Regions from separate parts of the Sus scrofa genome. Here region 2 is linked to region 1. Evidence: chromatin contacts called from public HiChIP or PLAC-seq data. All regions are on one chromosome and are shown on one strand. Each heading gives the region's core, a stretch centred on a gene start, on an enhancer-like site or on the middle of the called end of the contact. The rest is flanking DNA. Distances are from core to core; before and after follow the strand shown. Region 1 holds the start of CAND1 (cullin-associated NEDD8-dissociated protein 1). Region 2 holds the start of DYRK2 (dual specificity tyrosine-phosphorylation-regulated kinase 2).

Evidence for each region. HiChIP or PLAC-seq counts read pairs in DNA pulled down with a chosen protein or histone mark.
Region 2: an H3K27ac HiChIP or PLAC-seq map of alveolar macrophages shows a contact between it and region 1. The contact joins the promoter of DYRK2 here to the promoter of CAND1 in region 1. A contact is called at or near these places in 1 of 5 promoter capture datasets (liver), 2 of 47 Hi-C or Micro-C datasets (embryonic fibroblasts and skeletal muscle) and 1 of 2 datasets of contacts at active chromatin or transcription factors (alveolar macrophages).

What each region holds. Positions count from the first base shown.
Region 1 is chr5:31,656,162-31,658,817 of Sscrofa11.1, reverse strand. It overlaps CAND1 (cullin-associated NEDD8-dissociated protein 1), which reads right to left and starts at 1,310. Exons shown (of 16, transcript XM_003126362.4): 1 at 818-1,310. The coding sequence starts at 885.
Region 2 is chr5:32,046,253-32,048,908 of Sscrofa11.1, reverse strand. DYRK2 (dual specificity tyrosine-phosphorylation-regulated kinase 2) reads right to left here and starts at 1,295. Exons shown (of 3, transcript XM_021091961.1): 1 at 830-1,295; 2 at 70-218. The coding sequence starts at 878.

The DNA.
Region 1 (2,656 bases), core at 61-2,560:
CCATCCCCCTATTAGAAAATTCCTTCTTTTAATAAGATCCATCGCTCGGTGTACCTTTTTGTTTACGGTTCGGCAATTCACCTTTCTGGCAGTTAATTTTGGATATAAGGAAATGAGACTGAAACCCCGAGTTCCTGCTTGGGTTTTCACCTGACAAGGGAAAATGACAAGAGATGCTGGCGGGAAAACCCTAACGAGTCAAGTTTTCACCATCCTGGTTCCCCCTCCTCCTTCCCATCTTCACCAAAGGGATAATCCAAAGAAAAAGTTTATAATCCAATCCCCGAAGAGCTGGGAAAAAAGGAAATCGTTCAAGCTGAATGCACCAAGGCCCGCTCATATCTGCGGGAAAGGAGATGGCAGATGGGTCCCCGAGTGGGCAGCAAGCAGCAGCTCGGGCCCTGCAAGCGGGGCGGCCTAGCGCCTCGGGCAGACCAGCGGGTAGGCCGGCTTCTGGGTCTTCAAGCCGAAAGCAACTCCATTCCCCACAATAGTGCGTGATCTCGCCCCTTTCGCGCTACCTGGGACGCCAAAGGCACGTCCCGGGAGGGCAGGGCATGCAGTGGAGGCGTTGGGGGATGCAGAAAGGGCCTAGGACCCGAGGCGGGCAACGGCCTAAAGCAAAGAATGGGGGGAGGGGGTGAGAAGGCGGGCGAGAAAAGGGGCCCGCCGGGATCGGGGAGCGGAGGGTGGGCTGGAGACCTCGGGAAAGCCGAGGAACCGGTTAAGGCCAAAGGGGTGGGGCAAGGCCTGTGTGAGGGCCAGGGCCGCGGATGGGGGACTCCGAGGTGGGCTGAGAGTCGGATTTCGGCCTCACCTGAAGTCCTTGTCGCTGGATGTCATTTTTTCCAGCAAATTGGAAATGTGGTACGAGGCGCTCGCCATGTTGACGGCCTCGATCCCGCCCGCTGGCGCTGCTGGTGCTCCTGCCCGCTGCCGCCGCTGGGGCTCCTCCTCTCGCTCGCGGCGGCTCCCGCTTCCAGGGTCGCAGCGCGACGCAGACGCTGACTAGGGAGGCGCCTCGACAGGCTGCCCCCTCCCCGACGAGGCGTGGGCCTGTCCCGGGGGAAGCAGAGGCTACCCGGCTGGCCTAACGACGGCGCTGCTCGCTGGAGAACGAGCTCATGGGCAGCGAGGAATACTGCAGGGCCGCTCCGGGGAGCCAGACACTTCCACTCGGGCCTGTCTCGCTCCCACTCCCTCCACAGGGCAAGAGGCCAAAACCCGCCTCCTTCGCTCCGGGGGCGGGGGTAGTAGACGCGGGACGCTTACCCAGAGCTCAGGTCAGGGTTCACGGAGGACCCCCACGCACGCTGTGGAGACGCTAGGTAAAGAACAATTCTGTTGGCTAAGGCCTATGTCAGTCTTCGCGTGACCCACCTTCCAGGAGGCATGACAACGACCAAAAGAGGCTGTTATCGCGAGACTTGAAAGCGACGGTTAAGGAATGGGGGGGCCAGTGGGACAAGCATACCTTCATCCAAAAATAACATGATTTTTTTTTTCCTCTATGACAGTAAGAAAAATAGTTTACGATTTTTAAGGAGTATAAGGATCGGAGAAATGCTAATCAAGAGGTTAGCCTGAAAAGCAACAGAAGAATCATGAGAAGGAGCTTTCGTTCCAAATCGGACGCGTGGCCTACAGTGCCTTAACCACGACGGTGTAATGTTGCCACGTGAAAACCACAAATCCCAGAATTCAGTCGGCATGGTACACTGGGTCAGGATGTGATTGGTTGAAGGAACTTGTAGCTTCCTTATTGGCTTCTGGTGGAGTAGGGAATCCTGGGATTTGTAGTCTAGCGAGGCGGCTGTGTTGGATAGAACCTTTGAAGCGCAGTGGAGTAGTTTTCTGCAGCAGATTCGGATTTTTTCTTACGTCGGTGTTTGCTGTTCTAGGGTGTCTCCTGAGCTAGGCTGCTGCGGTCTGGGCAGGCGCATTGCGGATGAGTGGATATTCTTGGCAGAGGCCTAGCAGCGATTTCTTAATACGAATTATTAAAAGTGATGGTAGCCTTATTCTCTTAAGACAGCTGAGCTTTTGCTGGGCACTCCCAAAATGCGTTCTAGAGCCAGTCCCCTAAAGGAAGACGGAGCTTAGTACAGATGAACGGCCAACGACTGATGATTGTATTGGAGACTTATTCCTTTCATTTAGAATGGCTAAACTGTCACCCTCTGTATTGCGCAATTGTGGGATTGGTAATCCTACAGCTATTTTATTGTTCCCTAAAACATACAGACACAGAAATCAGTGATGTATTTTAGGATGCACTTTTTTGTTTTTTTTTTGTCTTTTTGCCATTTTCTTGGGTGGCTCCCACAGCATAAGGAGGTTCCCAGGCTAGGGGTTGAATCCGAGCTGTAGCCACTGGCCTACGCCAGAGCCACAGCAACGCTGGATCCGAGCCGCGTCTGCGACCTTCACCACAGGTCTCTGCAACGTCAGATCCTTGACCCACTGAGCAAGGCCAGGGATCGAACCCACAACCTCATGGTTCCTAGTCGGATTTGTTAACCACTGAGCCACCACAGGAACTCCACGATGCACATTTTTAACTCCTTTACGCGAATTGAGATAACAGGACCTAAAAAAAAAAAAAGAGAGAGAGAGAGAGGCAGGAGGGGGGGATTGAATAGCTCCTTTCATCCAA
Region 2 (2,656 bases), core at 46-2,545, 390 kb before region 1:
AGTCCGAGGGTTCGTGCCCCGGACCCCTCCCGCCCCGTCTCCTCGCGCTGCCCGCGGGCTGGATCTCACCGTGTGGGCTGCGGCGGCAGCGTTGCTGGCCCGGAGAGGCGGCAGGGCGATGGGGGAGGGCGGGCCGGTCCCCACTCCGCTCCGGGGGGCCCCTGCACCGAGCCCCGGGGAAGCCTGAAGCTGACGAACGGCGCTGTCCCCTCCTCGGCCTGGCAGCCACGCGCGGGAGGAGACAAAAGAGGGTCAAGGGGAAGAAAGTCACCCGGACCCCGTGGCCCCGCCCCACCCCTCTGGGCTGCGGAGCCCGCTCTCCCCCGGGCAGAGCCGGGACAGTAAACGCGGGCGGTCGGGGAGCGTTGGCAGGCCGGGGACGCGGATCCCCGGCGCGCCCCCGCGGGCGGGGCTCAGGCTGCTGCAAAGTTAAGTCGGGCCCCCGCGCGCAGGCGAGTTCGTGACCCCTCAGGGGAGCCCGGCAGGGGCGAGGCCGGCGGCACACGTTGCTGGCAGCTGCAGGCGGGGACAGGGGCTGCACCGCCAGCCTGGGCGCCGCCACCGCCTCGCCGAGCCCCGGGTGGGGAGGCCCCGGACGGCCCCTGCCGGCCCGCTCGGGGGAGCCTCGGGGGCCCGCGTGCAACAATGAGCCCAGCCGAGGCGAGGGCGCGCCGTCCGCCCCAGGATCCCTGCAGCCGCCCCGCCGCGGCGCAGACTTTGTTCGAGGTCCCGTTGGCAGCAGGCTCCCGCGCCACGAGGGCCGGCCCGGGGGCCGGCTGGGGCCACGGGGGCGGGAGCCCAGGGCGGCGCGGGGCCCGGGCCTCCTTACCGGTCGGGTAGGCGGCGGGAGCGGCGGCCGAAGGTTTCCTGGTTAACATGGCCGCTGGAGAGGAAAATGCATCTCAGGGCTGCCGTCTCCGCCGCCGCCCGTCCTGCTGCTACTTCTCGCGGCCGCCACCGCCGCCGCCTCCCGGTCGCCCTTCTCGCAGATCTCCGGCGCCTCCTCGCCGCCTCGCGTCAGCTACAGCCAGACACACACAGTCCACTGCATCCCCTCCGCCCGGGCCCGCCGCCGCGAGCCCTCCACTCTCCTCGCCGCCGCCGCCGTCCTCCTCTTCCTCGGGCGGCCGCAGCACCCCCCGGCCCGTGCACATGCCTCGCCCTCCCCGGCGCGCCGCGGGCCTCCCCGATTCCCTCACATAGGGCGCGGGGGAGCGGGCTGCGCCGCCTCGGCCGACTCGCTCGGGAGCCTCCTCCCGGGCCGCGCACGCGCGCCCCCGCGCACACTCGCCAGGCGCCCGCGCGCCGCGCGGCCGGGGAGGGCAGCCCCGCCCCCGCTCCCTCCGCTGCCAAGCAGGCCCCGCCCCCGGACTCCCCCCAGCCGCGCCACACACTCTCGCGCACACCCCTCCCCCACCCAGCCACCCACCGGAGTCCCTCCCTGCCACCCAATCATCTGCATAGCCACCCCTCCACGCGCTGGAAAACTCTGCCGCCTCCACTTGCTCGCCCTCAGCTTCCCTCCGGCCATCTGCACCTCTCCCTTCGGCTCCCCAGCTAACAACCTACTCCCCTCCCCTCCCTACTCCTCCTCGGCCTCGCCCGCCCCGGCTGCACCCCGCCTTCCCTACAGCGCAACCTACCGCTGCTTCCCTCCCACCGAAATCGCTGCAGAGACCCTGCCCTCCCCTTCCGAGAGCGCCCCCAAACACATGCATTTTCAGCTTTCCTAACTTAAAAGGCCGCTCACAAACAATACTGCCCCCCCACCCCCGCCTTCCCGGTCCCAGTGGCTTAACCACCCCCTTCCCACAAGTCATCATGTACATAACTTAATTGTGCGAGGGTCACCTCGGTAAGGTAAACCCAGCCCGATGGAGGGCCTTGCCTTAGCCTGGTGACCCCGAAAGTGGGCCGAGGAGAGGGCTGCACCTCCCACCTCCACCTCTACCACACACACTCCCTCCCCGATTTACTGACACCGAGTGACCGCTCTCCAGTCGCTAGGACAAGGGGAGGTTGAGAGGCGCGTGTGGACGGCTGCCGGGGAAGCAGTTGGCTGTGGGTTGCTAGGCAAAAATAAACATCAGAGACACCTCCCATTTCCTCACTACTCAGAGTCTTTCCCCTGCGTTGCCCATGGGAGAGACACACCTTCCTGAGAGACACCTTTAATTCTTTACATCCAAGTCTTTTTCCTCTTCCCAGACAAGACACGCAGAGAATTTCCCCGTCCTCTTCATTTGCCATATACAGCCTCTTACCCTTGCAGACTGAAAAACTGCTTGCGCATCTCGAACCCGCCTCTGTCATACATGACACGCGCCTTTATCCAAAGGTCACAGGTTTTTGTCACTTCAAAAGGGGTAGAGGAGGTCAGGCAATCCCTGATGACGGAGCTGCAACACTCCTTGCCTTGCGCTTTTTGAGAGGTGCCAGATTTCTGAAGTTCTGGGGACCTGGGTCCATTATCATCTGTCTTATGTATCCTAGGGCCCCTGGCTGGACCAAGTGTGCAGGCAGAAGCTAGTATAGACTCAAATCACAACCGGGCCACCTCCTGCGGAGTCCCATCGCCTCTACTGTTTGCAAATTGTCATAACAACCTCCCAGCAAGATCACACTCAGCTTTATACAAATGCCCCCAAATGAATGT